Linked DNA regions of Mus musculus: regions 1, 2 and 4 are each linked to region 3. Evidence: chromatin contacts called from public Hi-C data. All regions are on one chromosome and are shown on one strand. Each heading gives the region's core, a stretch centred on a gene start, on an enhancer-like site or on the middle of the called end of the contact. The rest is flanking DNA. Distances are from core to core; before and after follow the strand shown. Region 1 holds the start of Tmcc3 (transmembrane and coiled coil domains 3). Region 2 overlaps Gm32898 (a long non-coding RNA gene). Region 3 has its middle 48 kb from the start of Gm32827. Region 4 overlaps Ndufa12 (NADH:ubiquinone oxidoreductase subunit A12).

Evidence for each region. A called contact is a pair of places that touch in the nucleus more often than the background predicts.
Region 1: a contact with region 3 is called in a Hi-C map of nephron progenitors, with 2.0 times the contacts expected there. The contact joins the promoter of Tmcc3 here to the enhancer-like site in region 3. A contact is called at or near these places in 1 of 39 promoter capture datasets (macrophages) and 4 of 484 Hi-C or Micro-C datasets (the N1E-115 cell line, cerebral cortex and nephron progenitors).
Region 2: a Hi-C map of bone marrow-derived macrophages shows a contact between it and region 3, with 29 read pairs. The contact joins two enhancer-like sites. A contact is called at or near these places in 8 of 484 Hi-C or Micro-C datasets (the N1E-115 cell line, bone marrow-derived macrophages, cerebral cortex and 4 more) and 1 of 115 datasets of contacts at active chromatin or transcription factors (microglia).
Region 4: a Hi-C map of cortical neurons shows a contact between it and region 3, with 2.8 times the contacts expected there. The contact joins two enhancer-like sites. A contact is called at or near these places in 9 of 484 Hi-C or Micro-C datasets (B cells, bone marrow-derived macrophages, cerebral cortex and 5 more) and 6 of 115 datasets of contacts at active chromatin or transcription factors (CD8 T cells, SST interneurons, VIP interneurons and 3 more).

What each region holds. Positions count from the first base shown.
Region 1 is chr10:94,512,711-94,516,231 of GRCm38.p6, reverse strand. Tmcc3 (transmembrane and coiled coil domains 3) reads right to left here and starts at 1,375. Exons shown (of 4, transcript NM_172051.3): 1 at 1,128-1,375. The coding sequence starts at 1,205. It overlaps Gm40743 (a long non-coding RNA gene), which reads left to right and starts at 1,353. Exons shown (of 3, transcript XR_871960.2): 1 at 1,353-1,544; 2 at 1,644-1,900; 3 at 3,342-3,521.
Region 2 is chr10:94,603,438-94,607,083 of GRCm38.p6, reverse strand. The region is part of intron 4 of Gm32898 (a long non-coding RNA gene); the gene reads left to right. Among named protein-coding and RNA genes, the nearest start is that of Gm32898, 18 kb to the left of the region's middle. Within about 2 kb of position 1,408, at least 49 of the 459 cell types and tissues checked have an H3K27ac peak or open chromatin away from gene starts, as enhancers often do. A contact at or near this core is called in bone marrow-derived macrophages, where this site is marked.
Region 3 is chr10:94,376,142-94,379,961 of GRCm38.p6, reverse strand. It overlaps a transcript of Tmcc3 not described here. Among named protein-coding and RNA genes, the nearest start is that of Gm32827, 48 kb to the left of the region's middle. Within about 2 kb of position 1,486, at least 138 of the 459 cell types and tissues checked have an H3K27ac peak or open chromatin away from gene starts, as enhancers often do. A contact at or near this core is called in the N1E-115 cell line, bone marrow-derived macrophages, cerebral cortex and 2 more, where this site is marked.
Region 4 is chr10:94,209,659-94,213,131 of GRCm38.p6, reverse strand. The region is part of intron 3 of Ndufa12 (NADH:ubiquinone oxidoreductase subunit A12); the gene reads right to left. Among named protein-coding and RNA genes, the nearest start is that of Ndufa12, 12 kb to the right of the region's middle. Within about 2 kb of position 1,706, at least 22 of the 459 cell types and tissues checked have an H3K27ac peak or open chromatin away from gene starts, as enhancers often do. A contact at or near this core is called in bone marrow-derived macrophages, cerebral cortex and cortical neurons, where this site is marked.

The DNA.
Region 1 (3,521 bases), core at 126-2,625, 140 kb before region 3:
CAAAACTCTAAATGTTTTTCTTAGGGAGTTTGGGAATACTTTCCTGGTGCACTGTTATGAAACTTCTAATGAAACCGAGAAAGAGTCGGTCGATGCAGGAGCGATTCCACCAAACTCATTAAATTTGTGGGTTTTTTTTTTTTAATCATTTTTCCTAAATTGATTAAGAGGCGCTAAAGTGAAAAGAGAAATGAGGTAAACATGCCACTTCTGGGAGAATCGACTACTGTTTCAAATTGTGACTGCATACCCACATTATATATAAGGGACCCCTGCATATGCCTATCACTTATGGCCGCAACTTGATCTTAGAGGTGGAAGGGTAGAAACTCTGCCCGGTCTATCTCTACGAACTTTATACAAGAAAGCCGACATCGAATCCCCAGTTCCTCGGACAAGCCAGAAGTTGGGAGGCTCAGAGAACAACTCCAGGTGCCGCCTGCCAGAGTGGAGGAGGTGCTGTTTCAAATGGCACTTTAGTCCGTCAAAAGAAGGGATGGGGGGGGGGGTGTCACATCCTTGCTGGACACTTGAGCTTCCCAAAAGGGAAAGTGTTCCTCAGGAGGGGCCCAGAGCTGGGGCTGTGGCCTCCGTCTTTATAGTGAAGCCCTCCATGGCCGGTCTCCACAGCTTGCTCAGAAGAGCTATTTTCGCTCACAGCCAAAATCAGCAACAGCAAATTAGGCTGCAAACCGTGGCGAAGGCACCCGCTCTGCACGGCTCCCAACTCCGGAGCGTCCATGCCGAGATCGACTTTTGACCTGGGCAGCGCGTCCCGGGCGTACAGTGCAGGGGACTCAGCTGCCAGGCAGGGGACGCAGCAGCAATGCAGAGCCCTGCAGGTGGCTGTGCCGGGAGGGAGCCAGACCCTGGGAGTCCCGGGGACCCGGCAGGCAGCGTGCGCTCTCTGGCGGGGAGGAGAGCCCGGCGACACCGTCGTGGAATAGGACTGGCTAGCCTCCGATTCCAGCGGTGGCCCAGCGTCCCCGGGCCGCAGGTTTTCCCCGGACCTTCCCGGCCGGGAGAGGCCGGCGTTGGGTTCTACGGTGCTGAGCCTCCGAGCCGACCCGGCCCGCGCCCTCCCCACGCAGACTCGCACCCCCGCGCCGCCCTGCGCGCGCCCTCACCCGGCTCTTGCAGCGGTGGTGCCGGCCGGGGTCTGAGTAGGTCCGGTCCACGGTGAGCGCCGTGTCGCTGCCCGGCATGTCTGCGCTTAGACTGACAACTTTGCGTCCTCCGGGGCTGCCGCTCCACTCGGCGCCGGGTGGCAGCTGCTCGCCGTGCTCCGCTCACCCTCGCCCCGGAGCCGCGGCCGAGGGGGTGGCGCGGGCCGCTGCAGCTGCTGCCGACACCCCGCGGCCCTGCGCCGCCGCCCGGGTGGGGAGGCGGGCGACAGTCTCCGCCCCTTTCCCCGCTCCCCGCCCCTGCGCCCGCGCGGCGCCTAGACCCGCTCCAGGTGCCGGGCTCAGCTGCCCTCCCTGCCTGCGAACGGGGCCCACGCGCTCCCACGCCTCTCCCGGCTCAGATGAGCGACGCTGGCACAGGTTATGGACCCACTTGAGTGTGATAAAAAAGACGGGTTTGAGCACACAGGAGGTTGCCGGATGCCTTAATGAAATATATATACATATTTCACTCAACAGGCACACTTACTTGCTGGACAGCTTTCCTGGACCTGGACAGTGGGCTAAGGATTCCAGGACGGAGGGGCATTTTCCCATCTAGTATTCCACGGAGCGGCACTCCCACTGTGTTGTGTATCTTAATTGTGCTTGTGTGACTCACTGTGTTGTAAGCTACTTTGAAACCGGGACATCTTTCCACTTGAGCGTTCTCTAGTCCCAGCGAGTGCTCCCTGCCCACAAGGAATTTGGAATCTGAAGAGAAAAAGTACTGATTGGTAATCAATGCGGTATCGGTTGCCTAACCCCCAAATTAACTACACAAGGTCCAGTGGTTTCGTGAGACGTGCCCCTGAGACCGGATTGGCAGGTTTTAAATCACTGATCCTAACAGGCTCAGAGTGCAGTGTGATCTGCCTACAGGGAGGGGAGGAGGTGTTTATCCCCCTAGCTGGCTGAGAGAAAACAGGTCTGTGCGTTGGGTGGGGGTGGGGGAGGGGACCCTCAAGGTGTCGGTTTAGTGGGTGTCTTCAGGCAAAAAGGGATCAGGTAGAAGAACGGAGAGTCGGGGGTAGGGGGTGGGGGGAATGTACTTTCAACATTAAGTTCAGCTTTGTTCTGTGGGTGTTTGGCAAGCTGCTGGGCTCCCTGAACCAGAAGTTGACAAGATCAGGATGGAAGTCTAAGACATCTATCTGATAGTCCTGTGAGAGGCATTGATGAAAGATAAAGAACTCTCGATAGGAGGCCTTTTCAAAGACTGAGGACAACCTGACCTATGTGTCATTCACTCACAAGGAGACCAGGGAACCAAGCATGTCGACTTAGTGGAGTATTAGACAAGTGTAGCAGTTGCGATGGCCCTCTGTGGAGTCATTTCTAGCATGTATAGTTAAGTGAAGAAAAGCAAGGTGCTGGAGAATATAGTGTTCTACCATTTATTGAAAGTGCAATGTGTATCATATCTATATAGAGAAATATAGATACATATACATACATACATATACATAAATATAGATATATGCCTGTGCTTATATATACACAGGGCACATTTCTGACAAGATAAAAAAAAAGCTACAGGAATAAGTGAACAAGCAGCTTAAGTTGGGAAAGGAGAACTGAGCAGCTACAGGGCAGATGGGAGGATTGTTTGTTTATTGATCGTTTTTTCACTGAGTATACATCTTAAATGTGGCCACAAAAGTAGAGTAAATTATTAAAACTTAAAAAGAATCAGAAACCTAATTTAAAGCCACTTAAAGGGGAAAAGAACCTTTAAAATAAAACACAAACAAACACACACACACACACAAAACGCATGCATACACACACACACCAGGCTCAGAGAGATTTTCAGGTAAATTCTTCCACGCAAAAAGCATAGATTGTGATGTGTGTGTGTGTGTGTGTGTGTGTGTGTGTGATTTCAGTTATGATGTCCAGAGAAGCTTTTGTGATAGGCCAATATTTGAGCAGAGCCTTAGGGAATGACTATGTTTGTATGAGGAATGCAGACTTAGGAAGTGAGAGAGACTGTAATGTATGTGATGGTTTGAATGAGAATGCCCCATAGGCTCATTCATCTATTTGAAGGCTTGGTCACCAGGGAGTGACACTATTTGAAAGGTTTTGGAATGTGTCTTCCTTGGAAGTGAGTCACTGGGAGTGGGATTTGAGGTTTCAAAAGCCTATTCCACATCTAGTGTCTCTCTCTTCCAGATGTAGAACCCTCAGCTCCTTCTTCAGCACCACATCTACCTGCATGCTGCCATGCTTCCCACCATGACGACAATGGACTAAACCTCTGAACCTGTAAACCAGCACCAATTAAATACTTCCTTATTGAGGTTTGGTCTGTTGCTATGTATTGTAATGCTAAATTCTGTACCTGAAGTTTTT
Region 2 (3,646 bases), core at 159-2,658, 230 kb before region 3:
TATCTTTCGGTGGCAACGTGGCTAGCATGGTGGCAGGCATTATACTCACACAGGAAGAGGACCAGAACAGACAGGCACTGGTTTGGAACCACTCAAGAGAGAGTGGAAACAGGGCAAACATAGTGTGGCCAAGATGGCGAGTGGCAGTTCTGAGATGTAATTGGGAGGTAGTACTGACTGGGTCTGAGGTGGGCAATGGTGAGGGCTCCAGCTTCCAGTCTGGATAGGTGGAGGTATACGAAAACACCAGAGGTAAGGGGAAAGACTTTGATGTTTTCAGCCTAAGGCTATGCATGGCAGAGATGTTATACAGAAATTAGAAGTATGGAGTTGAGTAACTGCACACCACTTTAATCCCCAAATTCAGTAAGCAGAGGCAGGGGCATCTCTGTGAGTTCCAGGCTGGGAACCAGTCAGCCTGGTCTACACATTGAGTTCCAGGATAGCCGGGGCTACATTGACCCTGGAGAAAAGAGATGAGTGCTAATGATGAATTTATGTTTGGGTATCTGTCACACAGGCTGCTGCCGAATGCAAGGAGAGCTGGTGTAGAAAGCATATGCGGGGGTGGGGGCGGGGGTAGGGTGGGGGCTGGAGGGGCAGCTCACTTTGAAAAGGACGCTTCATGCAAGCAGGAGGACCTGAGTTTGGATCCCCAGAACCCACCCAGAAGCTGGACATGGCATCACACTTCTGTGACCCCAATGCAGGGACAGAGAGCCCTGGAGCCCAGGGGATGGCCAGTCTAGCCCAATTGCCCCAGCTTCAGTGAGGGAACTTGTCTCAAAAATAAAAATAAGTCAGTAAGTACGTGGGAGGCAGAGGCAGACAGATCTCTAAGTTCGAGGCTAGTCTGATCTATGAAGTGAGTTCCAGGACAGCCAGGGCTACATAGAGAAACCCTGTCTCAAAAAAAATCATGATGATGATGATGGTGGTGGTGGTGGTGGTGATGACAAAGATGATGGAGGGAAAGGAGGAGGAGGAGAAGAAGATAAAGATGGAGAATGATATCTAATATTTATCTCTGGCATCTCCTCTCTCTCTCTCTCTCTCTCTCTCTCTCTCTCTCTCTCTCTCTCTCACACACACACACACACACACACACACACACACACACACACACACACTGTAATGGAGTTGAGAGAGTCACAGAACCCTGAAGAGGGATGGAGAGGTAGGAGACCCAGAAAGGAAGCTCCCTGTGAGGGGACAAACAAGATCTCAAGGGGCAAGAAGAAGCCAGCAGCATCAACTGATTTAGAAATCAAAGTACATAGTTTGTGAAACACCGTACCCACTCAAGCAGTGAGGTGACTGATGATCTCATTGGGATCAGTTCATGGGTGGAGACACCATTTTAGTTTATAGTGGCTCGAAGTGTCTTAGGAAATAAGGAAGTGAAAATGTTCTAGAGATGTGTTGCAGGGCGGGGTGCTTATGTGACCCAGCTCTGGTCCAAGGTCACAGGTTGGTTTTGGGGAGGGACTTCCTTCTCTCTCTGTAATAAGTACAGAGAGAGCAGCAGCTGCAATTATGTGTTTGGGTGAGCTAGGATGCACAACCTAGATCTGGGGTGACCATCTCGTAGCCAGGCTGGGCAAACATTGCCATGGCGTGGCCAGGTTGGGAAACACTGCTGCTATGAGGCCAGTGGAGAAAAGGATGGATACAGATGAGCTTGGCCCTCGCCTCAGTGAAATAGGGCTTCACCAGGTCTGAAGGTTCAACGTGGGGAGAAGCACAGATCCCCACGCTTACTCCATGTTGACTCTAAGAGGAACGGCTGTACTGACAACAGCTCACAAGCTGTCCACAGTCAACCTGCTGCTGCTGTCTCTCTCATCCCTGGGAACTCCCCAGGACATAAAACACACCTGGACAAAAACTCTGCCAGATCCATGACTTCATCTTGGGAAACAGGCTGAGATCACTTTTGGTAGTAAACACAGACACAGTTCTTGGAGTTTAAAATGGCCAAGCCTTGAGGGCGTGATGGTCCAAGCTTTCGATCCCAGCATTTTAGAGAGTGAGCAGTGTGAGTTTGAGGCCAACCTGGTCTACAGAGTAGGTTCCAGGCCAACCAGAACCACATAATGGGACTCTGTCTCAATAAAATAAAATAGCCCAAGGTGAATAAAACAAACAAACAAACAAGCAAACAGACAAACCCAGAAAACCCATGGACCTGATATTGCATCTAATCTCCCAACTACCACCAGGTCTATGTCCAGCTCACGGATGAGGTAGAGGGACCAATGGCTGACTTCTCAGCTTGGCAGCATGTTCTTCTCTTCTTGCTTTCCAATTCTTCCCTGATGAGTCTGCTTGGTCGGGGATTTGGGGTGGTAAAGGACAAGCAATGGGCTAACATGGGAACTCCTGTTGCTGGCCTCAGCTTACTAATCTCCACAGACAAAAGAGCTGGCTTCTCACGGTGCCCCTGGGAGACTCCTATTCCACTGTCACTTTAGGAGATTCTTCCTTGCAGTCTTTTGACTGGGTTAAGGTGTTACACATATCCTGGGGGCTCATCCCTAAGCCTCATGGAGATGCCCTGTCCTTTGGCTTCCTGCTACTGGGATCCCCCTACCCTACCCTCATATACCCATTGAGTGTACATCCCAACTCAACCCCCAAGACGTTTCTCCTATGTGGTCCACATCTGTCCAGAAGAAAACACTAGACATTCCAGAGACTGTCCCACACACCTTCTTTCTGCCAGGTCCATGATTGTACAAGTGGCTTGAATTCTCACCTGCTAGTCCAGGGACCCAGACAAAATACTGATTTGGTCCCGACAGGGGTGGGGGTGGGGGGACTAGGGCAGCAGGTGCCAGCCAACTTGGCAGAAATCCAAAGGAAAAACAAATTCAAAAATCTTCTCCTTCTTTCCTGTCTCTTGATTCTTTCTTGATCCCGACGAGAATGAGGGGGTTCTAGGACCGAGCTGAGGGCCTCAGTCACACTGTCTAGACTCAGGTTCAGCACCCTCGTTTAGCCACCCCTTCCCTGAGTATTTCTTAGTGGACAAAGCAAACCACAACTGTTTCAGCCAATTACACACAACTGAAGATGTGTTGACCCGATTTACCAGCCAAGTAAGGTGGCTGACCTGCTTCACTACACTGAACGGCTTCTGGAGCCCCCTTGGCATGGTAAGGCTAAGGTTGCTCATTTATAATAGTAAATATGGCAGTCAGCCAACAACAGACTATATAGATTAAACACATACATGATGGGAAGCAATAAAATCACTTAAAAATGACACCATGGAAGGACCTAAGTATAGAAATAGGCAGAAAGCTTATCAGTTTTAAAACAAAGCAATGCATATAGAAAATAAACAAGACAGATGAAAGTCTAGCCATACAGAGAACATACATAACGCACACGCATAGGAGCTAGCATGGCAGGCACAGGTGTAGTGTCTGAGAATGGGTGGGAGGAAATGTGACCTCTGAACATTTCAACCTCAGCTGCGTAGTCCTCTTGCAGCAGAAGAAACCAGCAGCTTTTCCTAGTACTGCTTTGTGTGCTTTGTTTTGTAGGGAAAGTGACAGTGATGGTTTGCTCTAGGGGAAAGACTGGTTCTTTTCTGGTCTGTATTTCCCAGTGTCTCCTAGTCATTTTCTATGGCTTCTAG
Region 3 (3,820 bases), core at 237-2,736:
TTTTGGGCGCACCTGAACTCACGCGCACTCGCACAGACACACACATACACACACACCGATTTAAAAATAACAAAAATTTCAACTCTGTGTAAGTGAAGTATACAGTAGGCATTTCCCTGCAACTTGCTTTCCCATCTGATGGAGTTTTCAAACATCTTTGTCGCTGGCTGCCAGGTGGGACTCTGTTTAGAAGGCTATCCAGTTTACCTTGGTACTCTCTCTGGACCTTGGCCTTGTCCCAAAAGTGACGCCTTACTCCAGGATGGGTGTACACAGATCTTATTTTGGGCAGAACTGAGAGAACCTGGAGTCAAAGGTTGTCTTGAGCACTACTGATTTTTACACAGAGCAGCAACGTAAAACCAGGTTGTATGGTCACCCCATTGATTCTGGGTGCTGTCTCAGGATTTCCTAATCACCCCCTACAGTGCAGGTTGATAGTTTCACATCCAAATGCTACTAGCGTCTGCATCTGCGCAGTAGACCTGAGAGAAAGCCTAAGTGATTAACTCCACCTAGTACGCTGGAAGGAAGGCAAACAAACCCTTTCAGCAGGAAGATGAGACTGCACAGCCCCAGGCCCTTCGGTTCCAGGCAATCACACTTCATCCTCACGGAAAATCTAGCTTCAAGCGACAGCGACAGTAAACAGGATGTAAACAGTTGGGTAAACAGTTGGGTTCTTTTTCTGTGACAGGGCTGAAGGTCTATCACCTGCTGCCTTGTTTCATCTTTACGAACCCACGTTACTGTAGTCGGTGCAGTGACGCTCAGAGGGCTGCCATGGCTTGTCCAAGGTCATTTTGCATACAGGCAACAGAACCTTAAGCACTGTGACTAAGTGGATGACCATAACAGTTATTAATGAATTGGGACATCGCTACCAGATAAAGGAGGTGCTGTTAACAATGAAACCAGAGCAGGTATGAGCGACACTGATCCGGGTAAGGCATGTGACTCCCTCGAGCCAACTTTGCCTTATGTCCTTGTGATCTCTCAACCATAGCTGTTAATGATTTAGAGGGGACTGACCAGATTCAGGCCCCCCAAATCTCTGGTGAGGACACTGTGTGCAGAGATATAGAGAGGTTGTCACAGGGTCCCTCACCCTTTTCTCTCTGGCACGTTCGGAACACCTGAGAGACGTGCCTGTGGCATCCTGCCATTCAGCGCAGCAGGTTGGAGAGGATCGTAATATGCTTCCCTGAGATTCATAATTAAATCACAGAAACACTCTTCCGCCCACAGCCACTCCTGTGTTCTGCTGCCAGCAGCAGAGTGAATGTCCCATTTGCTGGAGCAAGCATGCCTCCAAGAGGCGGCAGCCATATATTCTCCAGGAAGAGTGCCGTCGGCTGCCCCTCCCTCCAGCAGGGAGCATGCGCACAAGTAAACAGACAGGCATGTATGCTCTCTTGCTGTCTCACACCGAACAGCATTTGTTTTTAAGGAAATGTCTCAGACGCGGAGAAGCGATTGCATAACACTACCCCTGACCTCAAAGCGCATGGGTGTCTATTTTTGTCATACAAGACTGGTCCCAACCGCACTATTCATAGTCACCCCGAACCAGAAATGACAGAAAATGCCTGCCAACAGCAAATGCAGGCTGCGGTCTAGTCATGCAATATGAATGTTCTACAACGGGGGCAACGTACAGATCACGGACTCAAACTGTTGGGGGAAAGGAAAAAGCTAATAAGCAAATATTCACACTACACTTTATTTAGTGAGGTTCAACCCCCGGCAAGCTTGACGGCAAGGGTTAGAAATGAGCACCGCTTCACTCCTGTGGAGGAGGCGAGCGCACTAATCACCAGAGGCCTCCAGCTCTGCTTAGGAGGCTGACAACACTGTATTGAAACAATACTGCCTTGAGCTGGATAGTGCTTGTGGAGGAGGTGGGACAACTGAACGAGTGGCATGGCCAGCCATGTGTGCATCTTTTGGTAAGATATGCTCCATCTGCCGGGGAAGGTTTTTGCACTTGGATAGAAAACGATCTTCACTCAGACTGTGTGGCCTCTAGCAAGCCACTTCATAAGCCTGATCATTTTCCGCCCTGGCACATGAGGTGTAGGGTTCATTCATTTGGTGCACAGCCGAGAGGGCAAGTGCTCAAAGCTGTGGGCTGATTCAATTGATGGCCCTCCCCTTCTGCACATGCCCTCCTGGTATTTGGGATTTTTCTCATTCATTATCTCCTCTGGGTAGGGTCAGGGAAAGTTGAAATGGCCTAGGCCACTGATCCATTTTAGGGAGAGAGGGGAGGAACAGGTAAACTCTGCCCGGAGGACATCCAAGTGTGTCAAAGCCCAGGAAAAAAATGTCCGTACCCAGTAATTCTAAACCAGGAATCTGTGCTTAAGAGACGACAAGAAAGACTGGTTTGATGTTAAGTGTATACAATTATACATTATTTATGAAACTTAAAAACTAGATATATATGTATATGTATGTATATACATATATATGTATATAAATTATATCCAAAAATAGTTAAGGAAAGCACTGTTGGTGAGAACTTATATTGATGTGAAAAAGCCAGCCATCAGAACAACACACCTCTCTGTATCCATGTTTTAGATAACAGATACCCAGAGAAGATGAATAGAAATGTAATCAAAATTTAAAATAGCAACATTATAGCCACTTAAGCTTTTCTTATATTTTGTCTGTATTTTTAATGTTCTTCTATGTATTACTCTAAACATGAAAGATGGATTTTCTTTTCTCCTGGGGCCTTCATCCCTGTTGTCAAGGTGACAGCCAGCTGCAATCCATCCCATTTTCAAAAGGGCATCGAGCAATGCAGTGTGTGTCTGGAGGAAGGTGACTGACAAAGTGATTGGCAAAGTGCTTCAAAGATAAGCCCCACGGGAAAAGGCCAGAGGAACAGGCGTGTGAGCCTTGGGGGAGACCAGCTGATGGAGCAGCTGCCTTGGAGTATCTGACAAGTAAAAGGGGTTCTTCTTGACCTATGGAGGTTCCAGAGGTCAGAACCAACACCAGAGACTCGCAGGAGAAAGGTAGCCAGCAGATCACAGATCGGGAACTCAGCACAGCGCCTTGCTCGCTGACAATGGGTCGCTCCTCTCGAGGTCCCCTTGCTGACTGAGACAACTGGGGAATGAACACGCACCTGTCCCCTTTATCATTCTTCCCTGATCTCCAGTGAGCTCTTCAGAGGGTACAGAAACAGACCCTCTTTTCGCCACTTGCGTCTCTTGGTCCAAGTCACAATGGCCTCTTCCCTTTGATGCCCTATGGCTTTCCTAACTGGTGTCTCCTTCCAAGCTTACTGCCCTGTGTCTGTCCATTCACTACAGAGAAGCTAAGGTAATGATTTTTCCTAGGACAATTTTTTTTTTAATTAAAATACTCAAATTGCTGTAGGGGTGGGGGGAGGGGCAGAGAATCTTTAGGAAGTCCCAGAGATCTTGGATAAGGGATGCTCCCAGGAGTCAATTGCGGGTGACCTTAGCCGGGATGACTAACAGTAGAGTAGGGTCATGGAACCCAAAGAGACCACCTCCATTAACCAGGCAGGACTCCCAGTGGAAGGATAAGGGACACCAACCCACCCAAAAAAATTTGTATCCCAAATTTGTCCTGTCTAAAAGAAAGGCAGGGACAAAGCCTCTGTGCGGCTACCGTGACCCCTGGTAACCTAGGCACAGCTGGCCAGCCAGCACCCACTGCTTCTAGTCCCTTACTGAGCAGGGTGTCACTGACCTCTGCATCTGTCTCAGAGTCGCCATTCTTAACACCCTCTGCTTCCTCTGCCTGGAGAAAACATCGTGGGTCTAAGTCCGACTAT
Region 4 (3,473 bases), core at 457-2,956, 170 kb after region 3:
GGGACTGGGGTAGAGCTCCGTGAGTGCTTGTCTCTCACACACAAGCTCCCAGGTTTGATTCTGAAAATTCAATCAAAATAATGAGCAAAACCTCCAAATATAACACAAAAGCACAGTAGTGGAACAAGAGTGAAGCTGACTAATCCCCAGTGGGACAGTCCTGGACTGGCACACACAGGCCCTAAATCCAATCCTCAGCACAGGAAATAACCAAAACCCAAAACCAACCACTAATACCCCACTAGGCAGGCAGCGGCAGCTGTCAAGAATGTAACCAGACCATTTCGGCTGTTGTTACCTGTGGCTTGGATTTGAGTAGAAGTCTCTGGTAGCAGTTTGCCATGTTTAAAGAGAAGCAGCAGGGCTGCAGAGAAGGCTCAGCTGGTGAGGCCTTGCCAGAAAGCCTGAGGCCCAAGTGGGATCTTAAAATGCACATAAAGATGGAAGGAGAGAACCAACTTCACCAGTTTGTTCTCTGGTCCCATATAGTCCTTGTAACACTCACCCAGCCCCTACCTCACAGCACCCCACTGTATACAAATAATAATGAACCCAATTTTAAAAAGAGAGCAGGGGAGGGGGTACAAAACGGTGGGTGGACATGTTATCAATGACACAAGTATGAAAACAGAACAGTTAATGATGAGGGCGACACATTAATAATAGTTTAAAAGGAAGCAAGGCAGGAAAAAGTAGTTGGCAGATCTTAGATGAGTTGAAATGACCCTTAAGTTCTGGCTTGAGTAATAAGAACTGCCTATGTGATCCGAACAGTGACTTGACACACGATTCCCTGGGCATTTGAAGGATTGGGGAAAATTAAATATATTAAATTTATAGATGTAACCTAACTAAAATGCTTAAAATAATGTAATGAACTAAATTTGTAAATAGATATAACTGTTTAGGAGAATTTAATCCTTTCCATTAGAGTTTATCAAACATTCATCAAGGAACAAAAGAAAATGATTATTCTTTATTTTTATGCAGAAAGTATTCAATTTACTAATCTTGTTATTCTGCTTATGAGCTAAGCCTCGAGGCTTAAGAAGAACTACAGTTTAAGATTTACAGCTGCAATAAATGGGATGTTAATTTTAAATACAAATTGCCATTGTACAACAGCCCCCAGCTAGGGGAACACTGACTAACAGGCAGAATGTTGCTGAGACGCAGGAAGTGTCTGTGAATGGGGGAGGAAACCACAAATCACTTGCATATGTCACAAATACAAATGCTTATTATTTATAACCACAAATGTTCTTCTACAGAGGATGTGACAGTAAACTAACATCTCTTCTCTCCACTGGGATTCTTAGGGGACAGAGGTAGCAGCTACACAGGAGGCTGAAGCAGGAGGATCCCATGAACCTACCAGTTCAGATCCAAACTAGGCAACACAACATGATCTCATCTCTCAAAAAGAACATATTCCTTTTCTAAAAAAGCCGACCTATATCCGTGGACCAGGTGAGGGGAATCCTAAGGGTGTCCGTTCAAAAGCCAAGGAATTCAGAGTGTATTTCTGGTTGCACTGTGTGCCTCTGGATTACCAAGGTTTCTCTAACAGTCACACCTCACAATCAGGCTTTGCTTTGTTTTGTGTCTTTGTGGAGTTCCAGAATGAAGCCAGGGCTCTGTGCAGGGAACACGAATGCTCTACCCCGAGCCACCCACCACTATTTACATCTCCTTCTCCCAGCCCGCCCACCTGTCTGACTATCTTTATGTCTTCTATAATCCCCACCTCCCTGGTACAAGGCACTCTGCAGCCCAGGCTGGTGGTATTTAGTCCAGGCCAGCCTTTAACTCCTGATTCTTCTTCTTTTTCCACTTCCCTACTACTGAGCATACAGACATGGACCACCACACCCACTGCATCTTTTCTATGTCTGTGAACAGCCTCACTCAGTGCTTTGATCCAATGAAGCACTCTTGACTTTCCTCTGCCTACCCCACCTCCTCCACACAAACCTGTCTATGGCTTTGTTCTTTAACAACAATAAAAACAAAAAAACTAGAAGACAGGCCAACAGGAGGGAAGAAGGGTGGGTGAGAGCGGGAGGAAGGGAGGGAGGGAGGGAGAAAGGGAGGGAGGGAGAGAGAGAGAGAGAAGGGAAGGGAGAGAGAGCGAGAAAGAGAGAGAGAGATTGATTTCAGTATACAAGGAGACATGAGTGCTCTACACTGAGGAAAAAGACATGTTAGCTATAAGTGAACAGAAGGTGCCACCAAGTGGAGGCATGGCATATATGCTGCAGAGAAAAATCCAAGCAAGCCATTAAACTACAATTTTTAAGCAAGTCAGGGTTCCAACACGTCAAATCAAAAACAGTAAATCTACTTCTACTGATACAAGAGACAACAATGACTTTATCCTACTTGCATGAAATAACCCAGCAGTCCACTTCTCCACACTCAGTAATACTCCAACCCTGCCAAGTTTTACGTAGCTACTCATGATTCATTTGGTCTTTATGTCAGCAACTCTATGCTCAGGCTAAGAGCTAGGGAATGATGGGTAATTTAACGATAAAAGTGAGGAGAGATAAAAGTGGTATAAAATATGTAGCATTTACTTAAGTAATACTTTGAGATTATTCTATATAAGCATTTAAACTAATACAAATACTAAGACATTTTAATCTTAGTAAAGAATTGTAGAATTGTATGACTCTGCCAGGTTGTACTCATCAGGTGCTGTAAACTCCTGGAGGGCACGTGTGCTTCCCTTCTCACAGGGACACAGCGCCAGTGCCTGACGTGCAGTAGGCCTCAGATGAATAGCAGTTGAAAGTCTTTGAGCAGAGTACTGTGCGGGGTAACAGACAGTAACATTTTCCTTTCAAGGCCCATGCAGCCCAGTGTCCTTCCAAGACATCCGCCACACTGGCACACACATCCCTTCTGCAGGTCCACGGGTGGACCGAGTGGCCATAACGGCGACTGGCAGACTGAAAGGAACAAAGCAAAGACAGGATCCATAAAGTGAACTTGCCACCCCACAAGATTAGGGAAGAGTAAGGGAAACTGACAAGATGACTAAAGATCTCTGATTCTATCAAAATTTACTAATGCCTCGGAAGAAAACCTGTCCCCAGGTGACATTACTCAGCTGCTGAGCAAGCTGCAAGACTGTCACAGGCCTTAGTGGCAGCTGCTGACTCAGAGCGGAGGACAGAGCCACCACCTGCAGCTGGGCAGCCTCACAGGTTCCTCACTGCGAGCTCTGCAGTCGGTCATGCAGCTGACAGCTCACTCAGCCATCCAGGAGCTGGGCTCCCTTACTCCCCAGACGACACAGCACACACTCAAGGGAGATGAGTGTCGTATCCAGCAGGTGCAGGAGCTGGCCTGTGATTAAAAGCTTCTTGCTCCTCGACAGCCAACATCTCTACAGACATAGGCTCAGTGCCAGAACTCCCATTCCCACAGGGAACACACACTATTCCCAAGCACACCTGAAGAGCAGG